Linked DNA regions of Sus scrofa: regions 2 and 3 are each linked to region 1. A link is a contact called in public HiChIP or PLAC-seq data. All regions are on one chromosome and are shown on one strand. Each heading gives the region's core, a stretch centred on a gene start, on an enhancer-like site or on the middle of the called end of the contact. The rest is flanking DNA. Distances are from core to core; before and after follow the strand shown.

Evidence for each region. HiChIP or PLAC-seq counts read pairs in DNA pulled down with a chosen protein or histone mark.
Region 2: a contact with region 1 is called in an H3K27ac HiChIP or PLAC-seq map of alveolar macrophages. The contact joins two enhancer-like sites. A contact is called at or near these places in 4 of 47 Hi-C or Micro-C datasets (embryonic fibroblasts, heart right ventricle, liver and 1 more) and 2 of 2 datasets of contacts at active chromatin or transcription factors (alveolar macrophages and skeletal muscle).
Region 3: a contact with region 1 is called in an H3K27ac HiChIP or PLAC-seq map of alveolar macrophages. The contact joins two enhancer-like sites. A contact is called at or near these places in 1 of 47 Hi-C or Micro-C datasets (embryonic fibroblasts) and 1 of 2 datasets of contacts at active chromatin or transcription factors (alveolar macrophages).

The regions. Positions count from the first base shown.
Region 1 is chr7:100,199,782-100,204,043 of Sscrofa11.1, reverse strand. No RefSeq gene overlaps it. Among named protein-coding and RNA genes, the nearest start is that of CIPC, 22 kb to the right of the region's middle. Within about 2 kb of position 2,068, at least 22 of the 83 cell types and tissues checked have an H3K27ac peak or open chromatin away from gene starts, as enhancers often do. A contact at or near this core is called in alveolar macrophages, liver and retroperitoneal adipose tissue, where this site is marked.
Region 2 is chr7:100,037,993-100,042,254 of Sscrofa11.1, reverse strand. No RefSeq gene overlaps it. Among named protein-coding and RNA genes, the nearest start is that of LRRC74A, 66 kb to the right of the region's middle. Within about 2 kb of position 2,439, at least 48 of the 83 cell types and tissues checked have an H3K27ac peak or open chromatin away from gene starts, as enhancers often do. A contact at or near this core is called in alveolar macrophages, liver and retroperitoneal adipose tissue, where this site is marked.
Region 3 is chr7:100,062,088-100,066,349 of Sscrofa11.1, reverse strand. No RefSeq gene overlaps it. Among named protein-coding and RNA genes, the nearest start is that of IRF2BPL, 60 kb to the left of the region's middle. Within about 2 kb of position 1,794, at least 63 of the 83 cell types and tissues checked have an H3K27ac peak or open chromatin away from gene starts, as enhancers often do. A contact at or near this core is called in alveolar macrophages, where this site is marked.

The DNA of each region.
Region 1 (4,262 bases), core at 819-3,318:
TTCCTTTGGCTGAAATGCTCTTCCCCTTCCTCTCCACCTCTCTAAACTCCAGCCGGTGCCAAGGCTGAGCTCCAATCTCACCTCGCCATGTGTTCCTTTCGAGGTCTTGGAGAGCTCCTGCAGCTCTGGTCTGTAGTTGGCTTTGGGCCACACTAGCTTGTGTTGCCACTCTCCCCATGAGTCACATCTCCGGGCTCAGCTGTGAGGGCTCCAAGGCCGGGGACCACATGTGCCTTTCTGTAGGCCCTGGGCCTCAGGAAGTGTTGGGTGCTGCTAGGGTTGGACCTAGGGTGAGGCAGGCGAGGTGCCTATGGTGCAAAACTTGAGGTTGTGCAAATGCTTCTGGCAGCAGCTACGGGGAGGCTGAGGAAAGGAGAGCAGGTGCTGTGGTGTGTGAGCCCAGAGTCTGAAAGTGTCACCAGACAGGATGGCCTGCTCCCTAGAACTCTCTGTGTGCTGGCTGATGGAGTGAACTTATCAACTAATTTATCTTTTGTCTTTTTTTTTTAAGGGTCGCACCTGCGGCATATGGAGGTTCCCAGGCTAGGGGTCGAATCGGAGCTGTAGCCGCCGGCCTACACCACAGCCACAGCAAGGCAGGATCCAAGTGGAGTGTGCGACCTACACCACAGCTCAGGGCAACGCAGGATCCTTAACCCACTAAGTGAGGCTAGGGATCGAACCTGAAACCTCATGGGTCCTAGTCGGATTCGTTAACCACCGAGCCATGATGGAAACTCCATTATCAATTAATTTATATATTGTGCCCCTATCAACACTTCTGTTCTCAACTAGCGGTTTAATGCGAAGGACTCTTGCCCTAATCAAAGGATGAGCAAGACCTAAAACCAAAGGTTATCAAAATGTTAATTCTGAAATAAAAGTAGAGGTGAGTCTGCCCTATCACCTCGCCCAGGCTGACACACCCAACTCTGGATGTACGAGAACTGGTGAGACCCAAACCATCAAAGAAGTGATTGACTAATGGATGGTGGTTGCTATCCTCCCATTAGAACAGAAGCAAGGACCATGTCTGTTTCATTCACCATTTCATGCCCTCCAACGAGGTCAGCACCTGGGACATGAGTGTGTTCATAACTTTATGTATTTGTTACTCTTAAGTAACAATGACAATGTCTCTGTCAGAAAAGCTTCAGGAAACAGTAACACTTTCAAGAGTGGAAATGATCAGGGTTTAAGAATATATAAAATTTAGGGGGGGTGTGGTGAGTGAAAATCTGAGAAGTGAGGATCACTTTTGAGAATTTTTTTTTTTTGGTCTGTTTTAGGGCCACACCCTAAAAAGAGTGAGGTTCCCATACAGAGGTTCCCAGGCCAGGGGTCGAATCAGAGCTGTAGCCGCTGGCCTACGCCACAGCCACAGCCACAGCCACAGCCATGCGGGATCCGAGCCATGTCTGTGACCTACACCCCAGCCTACGGCAATGCCCGATCCTTAACCCACTGAGCGGGGCCAGGGATCAAACCTGTGTCCTCTTGGATGCTAGTCAAATTCGTTTCCACTGAGCCATGATGGGAACACCCCCTTTTGAGAATTCTAAAGGTCCCCAAAGTGGGACCTCCTGTGGGGCTGACCTGTGCTGTCAGGTCCCTGATCACCTCTGTGGGTCCCCAAGCACTTTGCCCTTTGATTAAAAAAAAAAAAAAAAAAAAAAAAACCAATGCGACGGAGACATTTACCAGCAGGCACATGCTCTGCCACATTTCCCAATCCCCTGCAGGGAGGCCTGTCCTGTCACTGAGCCTGACCTGACTAGCACAACTGGCAACACTGGTGACTGACTAGTTAGGGGCTTTGTAGCATAACTGAGCCTCAGAAAATGCTTCAAGAATGCAAGCAGCACAAACTTGTAAATACATCTTGACTAGACAAGCATTGGCTTGAAGGCTTTAAAAGAAAAAAAAAAAAAAGGTTTCCACCCTGCAGTTATCCTGGGCCTGCTCGGCGTGCCAGGACCACCAGTGAAAGCCTACTGTCTGAACCAAGCCTGTGACGACCTTGTCAGCCGCGGGTATCCTGCACTGTTGGTTTGGCTGGTTCACTGCCCTTCCTCTGTGGGTTTTGCTTAAGTGAACTCTCATTTGCATTTCCTGAGGAGCCCAGTGACAGGCGGGAAGCCCAGAAGCCTTCTGAAGAAACAGAGGGGAGTCAGAATTAATCATTCTCGGGGCGGGGGGGGGGGGCACCTGACCTCCGGAACCAGGCTCTCCAGCCTCTGTTAAATAGCACGCAGGGCCTACCAAGGGGGCAGGTTTTTACTTGTGGGTATCTTTAAGCTTCTTCTCTTCCCCTGACTCTAGAGGGGGGCCTTAAGAATTTGTATCAGGGGTCATTCCAGCCCAGATCTCTGGAGGGGTATTATTATGGTCTTACTGTCAACTACTAGTAGCAGCTCTGAGTTTTTCGGCCGTGCTCTCAGCCCCAGGCGGAGGATGGGCTCCAGGCCAAGCACTACCATCTGCCCAGCCATCGGCCAAAGGCTTGAGGTGCCCCCGGAGAACGGAAGCCCTGACCCGCCGCTGTTAGAGACATTTACCAGAATTCCTGAGCAGTCCTCCAAGGCCACTGCAATTCCTGAGATAAAGTGAGGCTTTAGGAAAATGAAAGGCAGCTATTTTTACTCTCATGCTCCCCAGCCATCCTGAAGGCTTCGCTCATCGTTCGACCTGACCAGGGCCCTCACGCGGGCTGGCCTCGGGACCCTGCTTGCAGTTTTCCTTCCCTTTCATTTCCTTACAGCTTCTACCCACTCACTGTGTTACTCCACAGGCTTTTCTCTTTCTTTTCATCTCCTCCAGATGCTGTCATTTGAGGCAGGAACCACACAGACTGTTCTTTCAAGCAATTCTCTAATGTCTTGCATAACCATCCTTCAGAAAGAGATAGGAAAGCCACGTGTTATAGGAATGAAGGAAGAATTCTAAGAGGGAAAAAAGTCACAGTGGTCACAGGAGTCCATGGACCCACTGAGTCCCTCCTTCCAGACCAGTCAAAGGCTGGGTTGAAGTCTGCTCTCCTCCTGTCAGCTGTCAGATTTTGGTAGAAGGTAGCCTTAACTGTCCCAAGCAAATGACAACCCTTCAGGGGTGGATGCCGTCACCTGAACCCCACCGCCGGGTTTGTTGCGCAGGGAGGATGCCCTGCTCTGTGGAGCAATTTAAAACCCTTTAGAGGGGTTCCCGTCGTGGCGCAGTGGTTAACGAATCCGACTAGGAACCATAAGGTTGCGGGTTCGGTCCCTGCCCTTGCTCAGTGGGTTAACGATCTGGCGTTGCCGTGAGCTGTGGTGTAGGTTGCAGATGCGGCTCAGATCCTGTGTTGCTGTGGCTCTGGTGTAGGCCAGTGGCTACAGCTCCAATTAGACCCCTAGCCTGGGAATCTCCATATGCCGCGGGAGCGGCCCAAGAAATAGCAAGAAGACAAAATAAATAAATAAATAAAAAATAAAACCCTTTAGAAACAGCATTTTTTAGTACTTCACCTTAATCTCAGGATGTCAAGTGGACAGCAAAGATTACCCCCCTTCCCGATGATACAGGAAATGGAGATAAAGCTGCTTCCTGCTGCCTCTTCCTCCCAGTCACCCAGATGGTGCTCACCAGGCAGACCTCTGCTCCTCTCTAATCGCTCCTCCGGGGTGGGGGTGGGGGGGAGATGAAAGGTGGTACCCAGACCTTGCTGGGACCAGAGTCAGGTCCTCACAAAGCACCACCACAGCCACAGAGTGTATGACTCTCTACCGTTAAAATGATGTTAAACCAGCCTAAGGGCTCCTTACAACACACGCAGAAACATCCTCTCTGCCAAAAGGGAAGCTTCCTGGCATGGCGTGCAGGGCAGAGCTGCTGTGGCACCACTCAGATTCAGGGGAGGTAAAGGGAGTGGGGGGCCAGGAGGAAAATTTTAAAGGGTAGTGGGGAGAGAAATTTGGAATGAAATAAAAGCAAATTGACATACTCTCTCCAATATAAAAGCTGTTATGTCGTTCACTTCACATGAAAGTGCTATTTGCAGATGACTAGGAAAGGACATAATTAGATTTAACTCCACAATTCTCTCCTTTAGGGCCAATAATTCTTCATTTGAGAGTAGTCTTTAACAGTGAATCCACGTCAGCTTCAACCAGGTAATCATTAGAAAGGCAATGCAGACTGGCAAAATGCTTCTCCCAGAGTCACATATAATAAGTTTAAAACCTGACAGATTAAAATCAATTTACCAGAGCACTAGGAACCTACTT
Region 2 (4,262 bases), core at 1,190-3,689, 160 kb after region 1:
GCTGGGACATCGGTGCCAAAGCAGTGACCCAGGCGAGGCGGCCAGGCCGGGGGAGGGGGAGGCCGGCTCCGGGGTGAGAGCTCTCCGCCTCCCACGGCCGCCTCTGCTGACTCATCGCAGCTCCAGTTGGCAGGAGCCTTTTCTGGGGATGGCTGTTGCTAAGATTCCTCGGAGATGACTGATTGCTTCTCCTTGAGCTTGGTGAAAACATGTTTGGGGACTGCACGCAAACACATGTACCCACTCCTGTGAATACCTGCACAGGTGGGTTTTGTGCCTAAATGTGTGTCTGCACACAGAGCACCGAACACGTGTGCACTGCTCCCCTGGCCTTCGTAACCCTTCGGTACCCACACTGCACACATGTGTGGACCAGCCCCCCCCCCCCCCCCCCGCCCACACACACACCAGGAGGGCGGAGACACGCCAGGTTTTCTCGGCCAGTAACTCAGGCCGTGGGGAAACCGCCAGTGTCTGGGCCTGCTTTAATCTCAAGGAGTTTTCAGGTTGCCTTGAAACATTCTTGGCCTCTGTCCCTCCACCCCCCTCCGTTTCTCCGCTGCCTTCATTCTGCTGGAATGATCTAATCTTCCCTTCTTCCTCCGCCTGCCAGGTTTTTGATGTCTGCTGTTCCAGGCACTCAGCTGGGAGCTGGAATGCTCTAAGCTGGATTCCGGGCCTGGACCTGATGCCCCAGGGGGCTCCTGGGGTGGGGGTGGGGGCTCAGAGGTTCTATTTCCCTTGGAGAGAGGGGACCACAGTGAGGACTCATGGATGGAAAGCTCTGGGCCTTTCTCTGGGCTCCGCTGCCGACAGGAATCTGGGAAACATTTGTTCCCGCTCTGTGCCAGGCCCAGAGCCTTGGCTAGGGTGGCCCAAGGGCTCAGGGCTCAGCGTGCAGCCCTGGACGCCTGGCCTCTGGTTGTCAGCCCTGTGCGTGAGCTTGGTCACACTGGGCTCTTGCTGCCTTGGTTTCCCCACCCGCTGGGCTGAAATTGGACTCCTTGCTGAGGCTGCCAGGGTTTTACTGCTACAGGGCTTGGCAGGCGCTTGGGCACCAGGCAAGGTTGTTTGTCACGGGTTCTCGCGGGGGCGGAGGGGCAGACGGCCCTGTGCCAGCACAGAGCCCACGTGCTTCCTCTCGCCAGCCCTGCCAGGCTCTCAAGTATGGCTTCTTTACAGGGACCCACCCAGGGGGCCAGATCCCACGAGCAAGAGCTCTCTGCCATGATTCAGCGGCGGTTGCTAAGGAAGGCCGGGTACCCTGCCTCGAGGGATGAGCGGTGGCCAGCCCGGATTAGCAGGCTCGGCGAGGCGCCCACCAGCCACAAGAAAAATATTCGTCTGGGCTCAGGGTCCTTAGACCTAAAATGCAGACAAGGCCGGCTCCACGGTTCCTGATGGTTTTGACATGCAACGATGCAGGGCAGGGGTGGAAATTAAGAGAGTAGAGCAAATGACAAAAATTAAAATGAGCTGAACAAAGAGACCACTTTCTGTGCGCATGTCAACAGCTAGTGTAAGCTCCAGACTGCAGAAACCCTCTACTGAACGTGCATTTTGTACAGCGCTGCATGAGTCCGACAGAGTCAACAAGCCCAGGACAGGAGAATACACGGCCTCGGGTTCTGAGGACACCAGCCTCCCCACTCGGGGTGCATCGGTCTGTCGCCTAATGCTCCTGGCCCGCCCCTGCCCCCCGACTCCAGCCAAGGGACAAAGCTGGCACCCAGCCACCTGCCTGCTCTCCTTACTTTCACCAGGAGGTGGCTAGAGCTTCTATGTGTGTTGTCTGCGGCTCAGGTTTGGGAATTATAAGGTAAATCAGTAAAAAGGAAGCTTGTGAGCTGGGAAGCCCAGAGGTTTGAGCTCTGAGCCCCAAGCCGCAGCCTCTGGCGAGGCGGGCTTGCTGGAATCCTGCTGGCCAGCAGAGAATAATTGCAACAACGCAGCTCGATTCAGCTCTTCCTGCATGCCAGGCAGCTTTCTACATCTGTGGCATTTCTCCATCTGATTTTCACAACAGCCCAGTGAGGTAGGCAGTGTCCTTGTCCCTATTTTCCGGATGAGGAAACCAAGGTGCAAGGATGTTGAGAAGTCTCTAGTAAGTAGTAAGGCCAGGAGTCCAGCCACTGAAGTTGGTCTCCAGAGCCCAGCCCTTAACCACTTCCCTTCCTTGTCTCCGCCTGACTGTGGTCCCCAAGTTGGCACAGTGACACCGCGTGCCCCCACCATCTCCACTGTTGCCATAGGCAGAAGAGAAACAAGCATCCCACAGACCCCTTCCAACACCGCTTCTGCCTCTGACCTCTGATGAGGACACATCGCCTCACAGGAAATAAGCCTCAAGGCCAATTTCACTGCTGAGTGACCCCATGCGTATGACTCAGCCCCTCGGACTTTCCTCCTCCCCTTCCGTCTAGTGAGAGGCCTCAAGGCCCCCTGGGTTCCTCTGCTGCTCTGACACGCAACAGTTCTGAAAAACTCCTTCCAGGGCTCCTAAGCATAGAGCTGCAGATGCTACTGACGTCTGAGCCTGGTCTCACACACGCAAACACACACACACACATACGCACACATGCACACACACACGTGAGGGACAAAATCCTGAACAGAGTCATAGACACTGTGGAGATCAGGCAGGGCTTCTGGGAGTCTTGTGTGGTGGTTGTATTTTTTTATGCTAGGAAAGACCAGGGAGCAGCTATGAGCAAACATTTGATGGTTGTACAGTTATCACCCGCTTTCTCAGCCAGTGTTGCCTGCAATGCACACAAGTGTTCTTGTTTCTTAAGTCTTGTCATCCTGCCTAGACCTAGACGGTAATGCCTCTGGGAACAGCAGGCTTTCTAGTGTCTCCCCTATGTTTCGGACACAGTGTAGCCTCCAGGGGGTGATCAGTTTGTATCTGCTTTGAGGTATAAAGGAAGGAAGGACAGCGGGTGACTGATACTAACAGGATTTTTCGGTTAGATGCCTCCAGCATCCCCGTGATACCTTCAGCAGCCATCACCCAGACCAAACCTCTCAACTGCCGTCTAAGCTGACGCCTCACTCAGCCATCCCACGCCTGCCTCCCAAAACCTGCAAAAGGCACACCCTATATCCCCTGCTGTTCTAGGGCCCCTGCCTTCCTTCCCCAACCCACACAGGGGGCTTTTGAGTCACTCACTGAACTGCTGCCTCCTTGCCCAGCCCCCAACCCCTTTGATTTTTCTTTCCAGGGAAGAGCTAGGTGGAGGCCTCTGCGTGGCTGTCAGAGAGGGGACTTGGAGCTGGAAGGGCTGAGCTCCAGGCCTGCAGGGCGCCTCCATCCCTCATTTTCTCATCTCCTCCTCTGAGGCCCACCTGGGGAATCAGAAGTGCCCCGAACTGTTTATCTCAACCTCAGGGAGTGCGAAGTGAGTCCTCAGGTGGGTGGGGCCAGAGGAAATTAAAATGCTCCGATTCCTTCCACTGCAATACCCAGGGCCTCCAGTGGGTGGAGCCTCAGGGTTTAGAGACTGGAACAGGTGAGGCCAAGAACACGTGCTTCCTCCAGCCAGCCTCTCTCCGTGGTCCGAACAGGATTAGGAAGGAAGCCAGCGTTGGGACCTGCTGGTTTCTGGGTGACAAGCCGTCGGAACTCTGGTTAGGCTGGAAGTGGCCAATCTGAGCCTCCCAGCCCTGCCTTCCAGCCCCGCCTGGCTTTGAACCGGCTTTGCTTGGGGGTGAGGCTGGAGGCCTCTGCTCTCACAAGCTGAAGAGGTGCACAGTCTGCACGGCCCACAGGACTCTTTTGTGGTTGGGGCCAGGGTGGCCCCAGGCAGGCTGGAGAGGGGCGCGACGAGGATGGAGGCCATTTCCAGTCGCCGCCCGCCCGGTGGCTTGCTGGGACAGGGAGGCGTGACCTGGCTGAGTGGTCCTCTATTGCTTTCCTACCTCCCCCTTATCTCATTTCAGGCCTTGGATGACATCTGCTGTCCCCGAGCTCATGGACCAAGAAAGATGCCTTCGTGGGGGTGCTTCTGCTGGCCTTGAGATCGGGGAACAAGGCCACCGCTCTGCTCCACCTAGGCCTCCTGCCTTTGCTTTCCCAGTCTCTAGGGTGGGTGCTGGAGAAACGCCTCCGACCATCACCTTTCATCCCGCCGGCTACAGAGCGACACCTGGTGGGTCTTGGACGCCATTACAAGGAGACTTCAGCGTCCCTTCATGGGTTCCAGCATCCCACAGGGCCTCTTAGCCAGGGGGGAGGTGGATGGGGGGCCCAAGCTCCTTTT
Region 3 (4,262 bases), core at 545-3,044, 140 kb after region 1:
AGGTTTTAAACTAGATCATGTCTAAGGTCTAGTGACGTCTAAATGATAGCATTCATGGATTTGTCATCTGTTTGTTCATTCATTTGTAGCGCTTATCACATCCCCACATGGTATCTTTTCTGTTTGTTTGCTTCTTGTCTGTCTTGCTCCATGCCAGCTCTATGAGGGAAAGGGTTTTTGGTTGCTTTGTTCCCTGATGTATTCCTGCCACCTACAAGAAGGTATGATAGAGAGAAGGAGCTCATGTTTGACCCTGTCATGGCAGGAAACAGACAACTGCAGGGTGGAACAGCATGATGGGGGCAGCTCCACAAGAGCACAATTTCTAAGTGGTGGACAAGGTAAGAACTGAAAAGCATCCCAGGGCTCAAGACAGGGTGGTGGTGGGGGCGCCAAGAGAGTGTATCGGAGGTGAGCTGTAGGAGGGGGTAATGGGATAGGAGCTGAGGCCGTTGGTAAAGGAAAGCCACTGCCAACCCATGGTCCAGCAGAGAACTGAGGGGGAATAAAGACCCCCACCCGCTTCTAACCTCTGGCTGCAGGGTCCATTGGCTAAATCCAAGCAGAAGCCAGAGAGCAAGAGAGCTCCCTGATGGTCCTTAGCGGTCAGGCTCCGGGGCACAGAGTGGGTGGGAAAGGGTGGACTTGTATATGGGCCAGACAACAGAGGACATTCAGCGCACGCGCAATCAGCATGCACTGAGCACTTGCTCAGGGTCAGAGTTTGTATGTTAGAGACAAAAATGTGACATGAATGTCGGCAGAGCAAGGGCTCTGCCCTGCAGGCCGCACAAACTTGCCTTGACTGGGTCTGGAAGAGCCCTCTTGTCCCCACCCACCCCCGCTTCCCTCTGCCCAAGGGTCTCCCATCTCTATCTGATTTGGGGGCAGCCAGCAGATGAATCACTCTGATTTGCAAAATTACACTGACAAATGGAAATGAGGAAGAGCTGTCAGAGGGAGGCTGAGGGCTGAGAGGAGGGGTGGAGAGGAGGTGGGGGGTTGGGGGTCCGGGTGACACAAACTGGCGGCAGAGCCACGAATCAGCCCTCAGGCAGGTGACCTTGAAGTTGTGGTTCAGGCTCCAGAGTTTGAAGTGTTTAAATCCCATTCCATCAGTCACTTACTGTGTGATCTGGGGCCCCTGTTCTGTTTCATCATCTAGAAAAACAAGGGGTGGGGGGGAAATAGGGCCTCGGAACTTGGGGGAGATTCAACAAGAATCTGTGCACAGGGCCTAGCCCAGTGTCTGGGCACAGAGCGAACACTATTATTATATTAGAGACAAGGGCCACCCCCCACCCCCCACTATTTCTTTTCTCGCTGGCGAGGGATCTCCACCCCGTCTCCAGCTCCATTTAGTTCTGAATGTTTTAGGTCATTCTATGCCTGGCGTTCCGCCAAGCCTCTGACAAAGACAGGAATTTCTGCTCATTCATCCTAATGCAAGTTCCTGCGTTTATGATAATAGGGGGGAAAATGCATGAAAGGGCTCGCTGCCTGTGGAGGGGAAATCTGCTTAGAATTGAAAATCGGAGTCCTTCGTTGGCCCAGCTCTCCCCCCTCCCCGCCCCCAGCGCTTTGGCAAAGGCTGCCGAAGGGAGGGTGACTGGGAGGAAGAGGAGGGGGAGGAAGGGGTGGGGGAGGAAGAGCGGGCCGCGGCGCGGACCGACCGCCGGGCGGGGGCAGGGGCGAGGCCCTGGCTCGCCGGGGTGAATGGGTTTCAGGGTGGCTGAGGAAGCCTGCCAAAAAGGCCCCGCGAAAAGGCCAGGCCCCGCGAGGCGCTGCGCGGTTTCCATGGCGACATCCGCTGCCGCCTGGGCCTGGCGGGCTGGCTCCTTCCGCGGGGCCGCGTCTGCCTCCACATGGTTACCCAGCTCGCTGAGGGGGAAAGATCTGACCGGTCGCCATGGCCCAGCGCGTCACCAGCCAGTGCCACCATGTTCTAGGCACCGTGCTGCGCTCCCTGGGGGAGACTGCGGGTCCAGCGAGGTGCCGCGCGAACCTCTGGAAGATCGAGCTTCAGCCCGTCCAGCGTGGAGGGAGGGGCTGCCGTGGCACTAGTCCAGCGGGGGACAGGGGACGGGGATGGGGACACGCCAGGCTCTGGGAGGCCCTTCGGTGAGGAACGGTGAGGCCAGATGTGCTAGTGAAAGACGGCTGCGCCTGCGGAGGGCCTCGAGGAGGGTGGAGGAGCGGGCGGAGGTGAGGGGGATGGTGAGGGTTAGATGGATGAGAGGTTAAGGGGGGGTGCCATGCAGCAATCTGGCAGAGGAACAATGGCCTGACCTAGGGCACCAGCAGGAGGTGGGGAGGAGCTCAGAGCTCTTTAAGAAGTCGAAGCGACTCTCTGGGGCTTGGGTGGAAAGGATGATGAAGGGCAGGAGTCTAGACAGCAGGTGGGTAGGGCTGTGCTCCCAGGACGGAAAATAGGGACAGGAACCTCCCAAAGAGGTTCTCTTCTGTCTTTCATGCCTTTTTTTGTTTGGCCACACCCACAGCATTCGTAAGTTCCCGGGGCCAAGGATTGAACCCATGCCACAGCAGTGACACTGAGCCATCGAGGAACTCCCTTCGTGCCATTCTTGTCTAGATTCTCCCCCACCTCCCAGAGCCCACCAAGGACTAGGGCACAGTGGGCTTGCTTACATTTGATGAAAAGGGAAGCGATAAGAAAGTACTGGGAGTTCCTGTTGTGGCGCAGTGGTTAAGGAATCCAACTAGAAACCATGAGGTTGCAGGTTCGATCCCTGGCCTCGCTCAGTGGGTTGAGGATCCGGCATTGCCGTGACTGTGGTGTAGGTCGTAGACACGGCTTGGATCTGGCATTGCTGTGGCTGTGGTGTAGGCTGGCAGCTTCAGCTCCGATTAGACCCCCCAGCCTGGGAACCTCCATATGCCTAAGGTGTGGCCTAGAAAAGGCAAAAAGACAAAAAAAAAAAATAGTACTGGAAACAAGAAGTGGGGGGCGGGGGTGTTCCACCCAAACATACACTGTCCTCAGATGCCCATGGCCCAAGAGAGCAGGTGCCCAGACAAAGTGGTACTGGTCCTCACACACAGACGTGCGTTTGTAACCTAGATGCGCCCTTGTTTTGTTTTGTTTTGACCATCTTAGTGTCCAAATCAGGTATGCAGGTTTATTGCAGTTCTGTTGGTTTGTACTCCCTACAGAGCTTCTTTTACGAGCCCTTGTTTGCTGAGCCATGGCTACTGGGGAGGGTGTTGATTTGCAGGCCCTCCTTTAAGTAAGCAGATGAGGTGAGTAGATATTGAATGCAGAGGACCTGGCCACACTGGCCACATGCTCCATAGAAGGCATCTCTGGCACTTTCCTTTACACACAAGCCCCACAAGGCTGAGACTGTCTGGAGGTTCTAAGGGGCTCAGTGGACACAGAGCTTCCCAGGGACACAGTACCTGTGTCATTTTTATGGGGGCCCAGCTGGCCAGGGGTACACTTCATTGGCTCCCTCCCACCTCCTCTTGTCTTCCTACTCATAGCTTCTTGATATTTGGTGATAAATTTGGAGTGGGTTGGAATTCCCATGGTAGCTCATCAGTAATGAACACAACTAATATCTATGAGGATGCAAATTTGATCCCTGGCCTTGCTCAGTGGGTTAAGGATCCGGGGTTGCCATGAGCTGCAGCTGGGATCCCATGTTGCTTAGGCCAGCACCTGTAGCTCGGATTCGACCCCTAGCCAGCCTGGGAACTTCCATATGCCGTGGATACCGCCCTAAGAAGACAAAAAAAAATTTTTTAATTGGAGGGGCTAAAGGAGAGTTCATGCATATCCAGGCCTGCCTTGTGTTTATTGACCTCAGATCTCCTCTGACCACTTTCCCTAACACACTACCTCCCTCAAACACTCTTCTCAGGACCCAGTTTCAGTTTCCGTTCTACCCTTACCTCCATCTGTAATTGTTTCGGTGTTTACTTGGTTATGATCGAAGGTTTATTGTGTGAACAGGAACAGTCCTGGAGGCAGGGACTTTTGTCAGTATGGTTCACCACGGAAGTTTCAGTCCCTAGAATGGTTTCAGGCTATCGGAAGCGCTCAGTTTTTGCTGAAGGAATTTTTAAGTGAATGAGTGAACAGATAAACCCAGGAGAACTGACTGTTTTTTCTTTGATGCATCCTTCCCCTGATGGGGTTCAGGAGGCCCTTGGGTGGTTTCCATGGCCATCTCTGTTTCCAAGGAGGGCTGGATTCCAAACGCCCTTGGACACTGGGCAAGGGTAAGGGCGTTATTTAT